Regions from separate parts of the Mus musculus genome. Here regions 1 and 3 are each linked to region 2. A link is a contact called in public Hi-C data. All regions are on one chromosome and are shown on one strand. The core of a region is the stretch at or near the end of the contact, and the rest is flanking DNA. Distances in the headings are between cores, read along the strand shown.

Region 1 (3,093 bases), core at 416-2,915, 4.2 Mb after region 2:
AACCACGGATGTGGCAAATAAAATATACACAAAATCCTTTTAGTTCTCACCAAAAATCTTTAAGATAGGTCCACTATTATCCCCATTCTCCTCATGAGGAAAACTTGCTCAAAGTCACACAGTTATGAAGGATTCAAATACAGGCCACAAGACTCCTGAGCCTGTTCTCAATCAGCCTACCACACGCCCTCACCTAACAGAAAGGAGTCTTAGTTCCAGGTCTTTGCAGACTGTTATCACTCCCCTATTAGCCTTGACTCGTAGTCACTGGCCTTATTAAAGGGTTTGCAAAAACTTATCAGTAGAGAATAAAGAATGGGCAGTTCTGATAAAGTCAAAGAAACACTCTTCTGGCTCCAAAGTGTTCCCAAGGAATGGAACACTGTAGGAGTGTAACAAGATGTCACAGAGTCTCAGAACTCCCTTCACCCCTATTATGATAACACAGATCAAAATGTCAAGGGTAGGTACCTCAAACTTCACTCTAACATATCCATATGCCCGTTAGGACCCGAAGAGGGGAAGGGGTGGACATGGCTATTAAGTAGGTTCCTGTGACTTCTGATTAATGAACCAGCATCTTTATGGACCATAACTTTCCCCTATCTCAGACTCAGGAGTCCATTTTCCCAATACCACTTAGAATCAAAATTGTGTGTCAACTGGATAACACTTGAGCATCATTCTCCAGACCCTAGATACCACTGAAGCACAGAGAAAAGGGGTGGGGGTGGGGGCAGGGGGACGGAGGGTGCTGGAGCGAGGGGGGGGCGCGGGGGGGGGGGGGAGATATCACTGACTACAGGGATGTAAACTCTAGGAAGTCTCAGAGAAGCCAGTGCAGGGTACTCCCGACAAACCCACTCTTACCATCTTCAGGCTCTGAAGGGCACAGTTTCAAGAGGGATGAATTATCTGGAATGAGGTTGAGGCTGCTCTGTACCTACGAAGACAAAAGGGGGAAGAGGAGGTGGGTCTCACATCCTGCCAACCCTACTTAAGACAAGAATGGCTCTTCCCTCGATTCCAGCACTTGTCTTCTCTAAGGACTCCAATCCCTGAAGCGCATCTAGAAGGCCAGCTTCCCTCGATCGTCCCTCGATCTCTCTCAGCCTCCCTCTACCCGAAGATACAATCCCAGATAACTCCATACATCTAACATTACCGACCCCCTCGTATCTCCAATCTAAAAGTATTCATCACACACACACACTGCCCCAAGCCAAACCCGCCACGCCAGTCTTAGCACTCCCCCAACAACCCTCCTTGGGGACCTTGCTGCACCTTCCCGGAGTACACTGGGACCACCGGCGCCTCTCCGGGATCCAGCAGCCGCCGCCGCCGCCGTCGCACCAATGTACGCGGGGCTCCCGCAGGCCCCTCGGCCGCCCCTTCACTGTCACTGTCGCTGTCCTGCTCAGGTTTAGCCGGCGCGGGGAGGCGGGCGACCGGCACCTCTACTGGGTCTGCGACTTCCAAGACCTCTTCGTCGCTGTCACTGACCAAGTCCACAAGCACGGTGTCTGGAATGAGCCTAGCCGGAGACTGCCGGGCGCGAGGACACCGGCCACGGGCGCCTCGGGCTCTCCGAGCGCCTCGGCCACCGCGGGACCTCGGACCACGTCCCCTCAGTGGTTCCGCCATCTCCCACACTGCTTCCACAAACACCGGCCTCTACACAGTCACCGGCCCACCGTATTAGCGTCTGTCCCTTTCATTGGACGAACAGCCTGCCGGTCATCATCTCTTCCCGCCCACACGCTCTGGATCCGCCTATCCACGTTCTCATTGGTCTACTTACCTGTCTATCACCTACCCTCCACTAAAACAAAGGCGCCAAAGATTCCAATCTCTTTGGTACAATCAAAAAAGGTTTCGATTCTGTACAGTTCATCCATTGGCTAAATTTCCTCCTGACCCAGCCTTCCCCAGGGCCCGCCCATTAGAGAAATCCATTTTCCTGGTTGGTGAAAGACTGGCGCATCCTGGGAATTGTAGTCCTCATTCTCGGAAGCCACAGAAAAAGCCTTGTGGAACTAAGGTTAGAAGCTGAAGATCTTGGGCTGTGGATTCCTTTTGTGTCCTCAACCTCTGTGTGGCAGGAGTTCCATTCCACACTAAACACCTTCATGCATGTCACCTCTGAAATACTCTACAAACACAATATCAAAACAATATATGTCATAGCACAGCACAACTCAGAAACACTTTTTAAGACAATTACAAATTAAAATAAGAGACTTACTTCCCTGTTGCAAAGAAAAGAGGCTTCCTTCTGGCTCCTCTTTCCTGATCATTGAAATATGAATGCTTCTCGGTTTACAGCGGGGTTACTCTTGATAAAGGCCTTGCTGCCGCTTATCTGCACAATGTACTACAGAGCACCAGGGTTCATGCTCGTGATTGTAGACTGACTGGGAGCTAGCTGCGCTTTCCAGCAACATGCTATGCACACTTAGCTCGTTTGGGAAACAATACAACTTCAAAACTCAGAAAGGTCTGAATTCTGAGAGGTCTTTGATGGTTTAATGTTTGTCTGCTGGTCAATACCCTGCTGGCATTCACTCATGCATGTGGAAATTAACTGAAAAAAATGTAAGTACTGTCAGTACCATGGTTGTGCATATGCTAATCCTTCTAATGTCTTAATAAACCCCTTGCCTTTTCACAACTCAGCAATTCAAGGTAGAGTCTTCTCTTTGAAATGCAGACATCACTGGGCAGTGGTGGCACAAGACTTTAATCAAGCACTTGGGAGGCAGAGGCAGGCAAATCTCTGTGAGTTCAAGGCCAGTTTGGTCTACAGAGTGAGTTCCAGGACAGCCAGCACTGCACAGAAAAAGCCGGTCTCAACCGACCCCCCCCCCTAAAAAAATCAAACTGGGGAAACCAGATCCAAGAACTTATCAGGTAGGCCAGACCAAGAGTATGACTTCCTCATAAGGAGCCCATAAAGTGATGGATGCCTGCCACTGAGATGGTATGCCTCCACAATATCCTGTCGCCTGATACCCGATGACTAAATCATAGACTGATAAGCAGAGGGTTCTCTGACTTTCTCTGGAGCTTAGCTTGCCTCAGTTTCCCACTGTT
Region 2 (3,030 bases), core at 200-2,699:
GTCTAGCCTAGAATTCAGAGGCCTGCCTGCCTGTTTTCCCCAGCACTGGGATTGAGGGTGCATGCCCACTCCTGGCAAGCTTAAGTTTTTGGAGACAAAGCTCTGCCTTATTCAGAAAGTACAATCGTTACCCAGAGACTGGGAAAGACAGCAGCACTGCCATTTTTTGCTCAATCCAGCAATTGGATCTTGCTAAGACCCTCCTGGGGGAACTAGAGCAACAACAGCTTCTAACGGAAGGTATCACTTAAGTGCCCAGATAGGCAGGGGGGCAAAGAGGGTGTCTGGGAACAGTGACCAGAGCTGGCCGTTTTTTTCTATGAAAAGCCACACGCCTGCTCTGTGTGGCCACTCTTTTTACATGTTGTAAATCCATTTTTTTTTTTTTTTCGAGACAGGGTTTCTCTGTATAGCTCTGGCTGTCCTGGAACTCACTTTGTAGACCAGGCTGGCCTTGAACTCAGAAATCCGCCTGCCTCCCCAGTGCTGGGATTAAAGGTGTGTGCCATTACGCCCCGGCTCATTTTTTTTTTTTCCTAAGTGAAGGCTGAACGGACACTTCGGCAGGGCAGACTTGGCCTTGGTATACCGGCATGCTAGCACTCTTCTAACCAGCTACCCCCCCACCTCTGACTAAAAAATTAATTTTTTCTATTTGGGGCTCTGGGCCACACAACTTGGAACAACCCAGGTAACCTTGCATCGCGGGGCAGACGTCCGGTGTTTCTTACATATCACAGGGCATAGGAATCATCTGAAGGTCTTGTTTGACCGGCAGGTCATGCCTGGGAAGTTTCTTTCCTTTGGGGTTAGTGGAGCGGTAGCTGAGGCTGATCTCGGCTAACTTGTAATCCTGAACCCACGCCCCTCCTTTGCCTTCTTAGGGAATTCCAGGTGCTGCAGATGCTGCTGGCCTCCTGCGTTGTTCAAGAGAAGGGTTGAGTTACTTCTCAGGGGCTGGGAGCCCCTAGTGCCACAGAGGAGATCGGTCCGTTGCGCCGTGAAGGTGCATCTGCCTGCTGAGCTTGCTCAGTTTTGGGTTTATTTAGGCTAGCCGGGGAGAGGGCTGTCCACCGCGGAGGCGGTGCACTCTCAAGCTACCGGTTGGCCTGGAGTTTCAGTTCTAGAAGGCCGGGTCCGGTGGAGGAAGGTGTTAGATCTTAACAGTTAGGAGAAGCCCCTGGAGGAGGCGCAGGTGAACCACATGAGCACGCCCCAGCCGAGGAGCAGAAAGCAGGACAGAATCCTGTTCTTCTAGGGATCTTCACGTAGTTGCTTCGTTCCTGGTTTCCCAGGCAATCCTGAGCAAACGCAGTCCTCCAGTCCCTGCCCATTAAAAATTTCGCCGGCAAGATCGGAGTTTAAAGGCGGCTGCGCCGTAGAGCACTCCCATGGTGCCGCGCGCTGGGCGGGTTTGTATTTTAAATCCCCGCGGCCAATCAGCAACGCGCAGGCCCTTGTAACGTTCCCAGCGCCGCGTTTGAATTCGGGGAGGAGCGGAGCAGAGCAGGACCCTCTGCACCGACTCAGCCAGGTTCGTGGAGCAACTTCGGCATCATGAATGCAGCGGCCAAAGCTGGAAAGCTGGCTCGAGCACCAGCCGACCTCGGGAAAGGTGGGGTTCCGGGAGATGCAGTTCCCGGTGCCCCAGTGGCCGCCCCGCTGGCGAAAGAAATTCCGGAGGTCCTAGTGGACCCACGCAGCCGGCGGCAGTATGTACGGGGGCGCTTTCTGGGTAAAGGAGGCTTCGCCAAATGCTTCGAGATCTCAGACGCAGACACAAAAGAGGTGTTCGCAGGCAAGATCGTGCCTAAGTCTTTGCTGCTCAAGCCCCACCAGAAGGAGAAGATGTCTATGGAGATCTCAATTCACCGCAGCCTAGCACACCAACACGTCGTAGGCTTCCATGACTTTTTTGAGGACAGCGACTTTGTATTTGTAGTTTTGGAGCTCTGTCGCAGGAGGGTGAGTGTTTCAGTCGCAGTGCTGGGGCTCCCACACCTGGAACTTGCTGACAAAGGGGCACCGAGGTTTTGGAGTGACCTAGAGGAGTGGTTGGGTTTCAAACTTTTATGGAAAGGCTTCTAGCGAGGGTACTTGGCACTCCGAACTGCTGAGGCCGGGGTTCTGGGGAAACCGAGACCAGATCCTGTTGCTATTAGGGATGGAGCTCCCAGACGCAAGGCAGCGAGTCGGTACAGGAAATGGATTCATAAAGTGGCTAAGGAAGGGTCCCAGGCTTGGTGTGCCACGCACCTCTAACTTCCGGAGTGGGGCAGGGTCGGGGGAGGGGGCGGCTGTTTGGAGTCAGATTTTAGAGCTTTCAGGAAAGGGAGGGAATCTCCTGCCAGGAGGAAGCCCTGGGTAGGGGAGTCGAGAGTGGGGTTGAGAGAAGACTCAGGAGAGGGTCTGGTGAATGATAGTGACCAACCAGTGTATGGGTAGAACTATCAGAAACCTGCTAAGACTCTCCACTCCGAGCGTCTAGTCCTAGCCACATCCAGCTAGCCACTCTTCTTGGACTTCAGTGACCTCTTTCTCCCTCCTCAGTCCCTCCTGGAGCTGCACAAGAGGAGGAAGGCACTGACCGAGCCTGAGGCCCGCTACTACCTGCGACAGATAGTCCTGGGCTGCCAGTACCTGCACCGCAATCAGGTCATTCACAGGGACCTCAAGCTGGGCAACCTCTTCCTGAACGAGGATCTGGAGGTGAAAATAGGTGAGGTGCTGGGCCTTCGGGTGTCTGGTGTCAGGGCAGGAGGGGACAAGGAGGGGAAGGTGAGGAAATAGAGATGCTGCCCTCTAGTTAGGAAGTGGAAAGTGTGTGTGTGTGTGTGTGTGTGTGTGTGTGTGTTTGTGTGTGTGTGACACTTTCCTTGCCTTTTTTTTAGATGCATTGGTGTTTATGCCTCAACTCAGTAGTTTTGAACTTGGGGCCCCTCCCCCAAATGCTTCTCTATAACCTAGCACTGAGCCAGACCCTCAGCCAATTTCAGGTCTGGACTTACGCTGTAGAGTATGGCAGGCAGC
Region 3 (3,111 bases), core at 597-3,096, 3.5 Mb after region 2:
GAGTACAGGTGTGTGCTACTAGGCCAGGCTACCTGGGATGTCTTGATCCTATGCTTTCTTTATTCCCATCCCCACCAGGATAAACCAGTCCCTGACTGGTTGTGACTCTCAGCTTCACTGTCACCAGCCTCACTCCCCCTCCGGAGACTTCCCTCTGTCTTTATAGTAAAGGACAGCTTCATCAAGTGGACTAGATGATCACAGGTTCTTTCTCAGACAGTTTAGTCAAGGGCAGAGTAGATCCTGGACCTAAATTTCCTGGAATCCTAGTGGATGCCCACTTCACCCCCTGAGCCTCCTCTTCAGGGTGTTGTAAAACTTTCCACGCTCCCTGCTTCCAAGCGTACTCTTCAGGCGCACGCAGTTCACTTCTCTCCCGTTAAGCTATTCTACTTGGTGTTGCTTGTTCAGAGCACTCTGCCAAGTGGCCGCCTAAATCTAAACTTATCTGGTTCATTATTACCTCTAGAACCTCCTCTGACCTTCATAATATAGCTTAAGAGTTCCAACTTGCAGGGCATGGTAGGGCATGCCTGTAACCCAAGTGCTAGAGTGCAGAGGCAAGCGGGTATGATATGAAATCACACTGAACTGTATTGTCAGCTCTTTCTTCTTTTTTTTTTCTTTTTTTCTCTTTTCTTTTTTTTTTTTGGTTTTTCGAGACAGGGTTTCTCTGTGTAGCCTTGGCCTCGAACTCAGAAATCCGCCTGCCTCTGCCTCGCAAGTGCTGGGATTAAAGGCGTGTAACACCAAGACCAGCTCGTCAGCCCTTTCTTAACAAAAACTTGTACAGGGGAGTAAGGGGTGGGCTGAGGCTAAGGGCAGAGCATGCAAGGAGCTGGATTCTGCTCCTGGAGAAGGACAGATAGGAGAAGGGAAAAGTGCATTTAGCAATCCCTGAATCCTGTACTTAACCTAAGGTTAATCCCTTAACCTCTCGGCGTCAGTTTCCTCCTCTGTAAAATGAAAAGACAATAGTGTCTCGCTCAGTGTCGCGGAACTGAGTTCTGTCGCTTCCAGAACTGGGTCTTGGAACCCACCTATGGGAAGCGCCCAGTCCACCTCGGCTACTCTTTCACTGCTATTCGGGGCTATGCAGACCTCCAGTGAGCTGCCTTAGCTTTCGGAACGAACGCTCCCTAAAGGTCCCTGAAGGACCTCACCTAGTCCCACTTTTTAACCACTTTCCTACTCCCGTCCTATCACCCAACTTAAAGGAACTCTTTAGACTCGCTCCTTTAACACACTGGGAAACAGTTCCGTCACAGCGGATACCCCATCCCCCAGCTCATCTACTCCGGCCTGCTAGGGCGCAGAGCTCAGGTTTGCTCGCCTCCCGCGCCCATCCCCCACGTCCCACGGTCCCCGTTCTGCATCGCACCATCCTGCCCCGCTCCAGGCTCTCAGCCCTCGCCCCACCCCTGGTGGCTGACCGGTCTTGGAGCTGCAGGTCAGGTCTCTCTCGCGGCTCCTCGTAGAAACTGATGCCCGGGTGCGTGGCTAAAGCCCGCCACAAAAACTCCTGCGTGTAGGGTTCCAGAGGCAATGGGAAGGCAGGCGAGCGGGATTCCAGGCGGCTCCACAGCGCGGGCAGGCACAGGCCGTCGAGCCCCTCCAGGGCCACCTCGTCCAACAACGACTCGAGCGCGTCCATGGCCGCTTCAGTTAGCAGCGCCCGGGGCGCCTGCGCACCTCGCCGCCGAGGCCAGGGCCCAATGCGCCTGCGTACAGCGATCCGAGGCCTAGGGAGGACTGATGGGGAGTCCCAGCGCTCCGCCGTGACGTCACGCTACCCGAGGGCGGGCTCAATGATCAGAGTTCCTCCTCCATTGGTCCGGAACCCCGTAGTAACCAGGGGAACTGCAAACACTGTCAGGGCCGCTTCCGGTTCGGGAGGCCGGAACCGCCGCCTCTAGGGATGGACGGTTAGTGTCCGTGGGCCCCGCCGGGAGGTTGGGCGGCCGTCCCTCATCCCTCGGAGGTGTCTCAGGGAGGAACGCCTAGCCACAGGGACCCCGGCCCAGGATGGTGTCCAGCCTGAGGGGAAGGTTCTGGCGGTGCGGGATGGGGACCACGGCTGGGAGTGGTTTTGTAGGAGTCCCTCTCTCAGACTTAGGGAGGGGGGACGGGGAAGAGATTGGCGCGGGGGAGGCGTGAGGAGGATTGCGGGGGTCCTGGGATGGGCGATGGGAATGTCGAAGTTGGTTGGCGGTAAGCGTGTCCCTTGGGAGTACGTTTGTCAGCTCCTGGCATCAGGAGTGGAGGGAAAGGGCTGGGAAGAGTTTTATGTGCTTCGGTATTGTTGATAACTCACGTGAACTGAGTACTGTTCGGTGCCAGGGTTTCTGTAGCTACTGACAAGTGCAAACGTTTCACAGCAGTCCTTTGGGATAGTCACTTATTTTACAGGCGAGGGAGCTGAGGCTCAGACAAGGCAGGCCACTTTGCCTGGCCAAAGTCAAATAGCTAATCAAGAGACAGCATGAGTAAGACTCCTGGACGATGGGAGTTTAAAATCTGAAAAAAAAAAATATTTTAGAAGCCTTCCATTCCAGAGCTTGCCAGTGCACATGTCTACGGGAGCAAGTTTGGTGGGCTGTGACTGATAAACCAGTTGCCAATCTGTACAGAAGCAGATTGTTTTTAGGAGCAAGTCTCAAACTATGATAGCCAGTTAGTTAGTCAGTCGTAAGGCTAAAGGCAGCCTGGTTAGAATCACTGTGGACACTCAGGCGCTCCCTGGGAATAGCTGTTCTGATATCCAGCTTTTCAGATGGGAACACTGATGTCTGAGGAGACTGGAAGGGTCTGTGCTGCTTCACAGTTCATTACTGCCCCTTCCTTCTGCATTGCTGTGAAAGCCAGTGGATGTAGCATGGAAAGACATGTTACCATCGAATGTGTTACATCTGCTTAAAGGGTGCCTTTGTCCTTTGTCCTCGAGGCACTATAAAAAAATGCGTTTTATCAGTTTGCCCTGTCCTGCTGTCGAACAGTGGTTCTTAAAATCTAGGAGTCCTTGGACTCCTTTAAGCCTTTCCTTTACAAGACCTTTAAGCAATATAAGTGTGTATTATATCTGTGATGCTGCCACATAAATGCAAAATTTCA

What was found. A called contact is a pair of places that touch in the nucleus more often than the background predicts.
Region 1: a Hi-C map of B cells shows a contact between it and region 2, with 6 read pairs. The contact joins the promoter of Nfatc2ip here to the promoter of Plk1 in region 2. A contact is called at or near these places in 1 of 39 promoter capture datasets (cranial neural crest) and 1 of 484 Hi-C or Micro-C datasets (B cells).
Region 3: a contact with region 2 is called in a Hi-C map of B cells, with 5 read pairs. The contact joins the promoter of D430042O09Rik here to the promoter of Plk1 in region 2. A contact is called at or near these places in 1 of 39 promoter capture datasets (cranial neural crest) and 1 of 484 Hi-C or Micro-C datasets (B cells).

The regions. Positions count from the first base shown.
Region 1 is chr7:126,395,072-126,398,164 of GRCm38.p6, forward strand. Nfatc2ip (nuclear factor of activated T cells, cytoplasmic, calcineurin dependent 2 interacting protein) reads right to left here and starts at 1,666. Exons shown (of 8, transcript NM_010900.3): 1 at 1,285-1,666; 2 at 871-943. The coding sequence starts at 1,644.
Region 2 is chr7:122,157,986-122,161,015 of GRCm38.p6, forward strand. Plk1 (polo like kinase 1) reads left to right here and starts at 1,450. Exons shown (of 10, transcript NM_011121.4): 1 at 1,450-1,965; 2 at 2,551-2,719. The coding sequence starts at 1,558.
Region 3 is chr7:125,706,024-125,709,134 of GRCm38.p6, forward strand. D430042O09Rik (RIKEN cDNA D430042O09 gene) reads left to right here and starts at 1,847. Exons shown (of 28, transcript NM_001081022.2): 1 at 1,847-1,925. The coding sequence starts at 1,919. Gtf3c1 (general transcription factor III C 1) reads right to left here and starts at 1,665. Exons shown (of 37, transcript NM_207239.1): 1 at 1,434-1,665. The coding sequence starts at 1,654.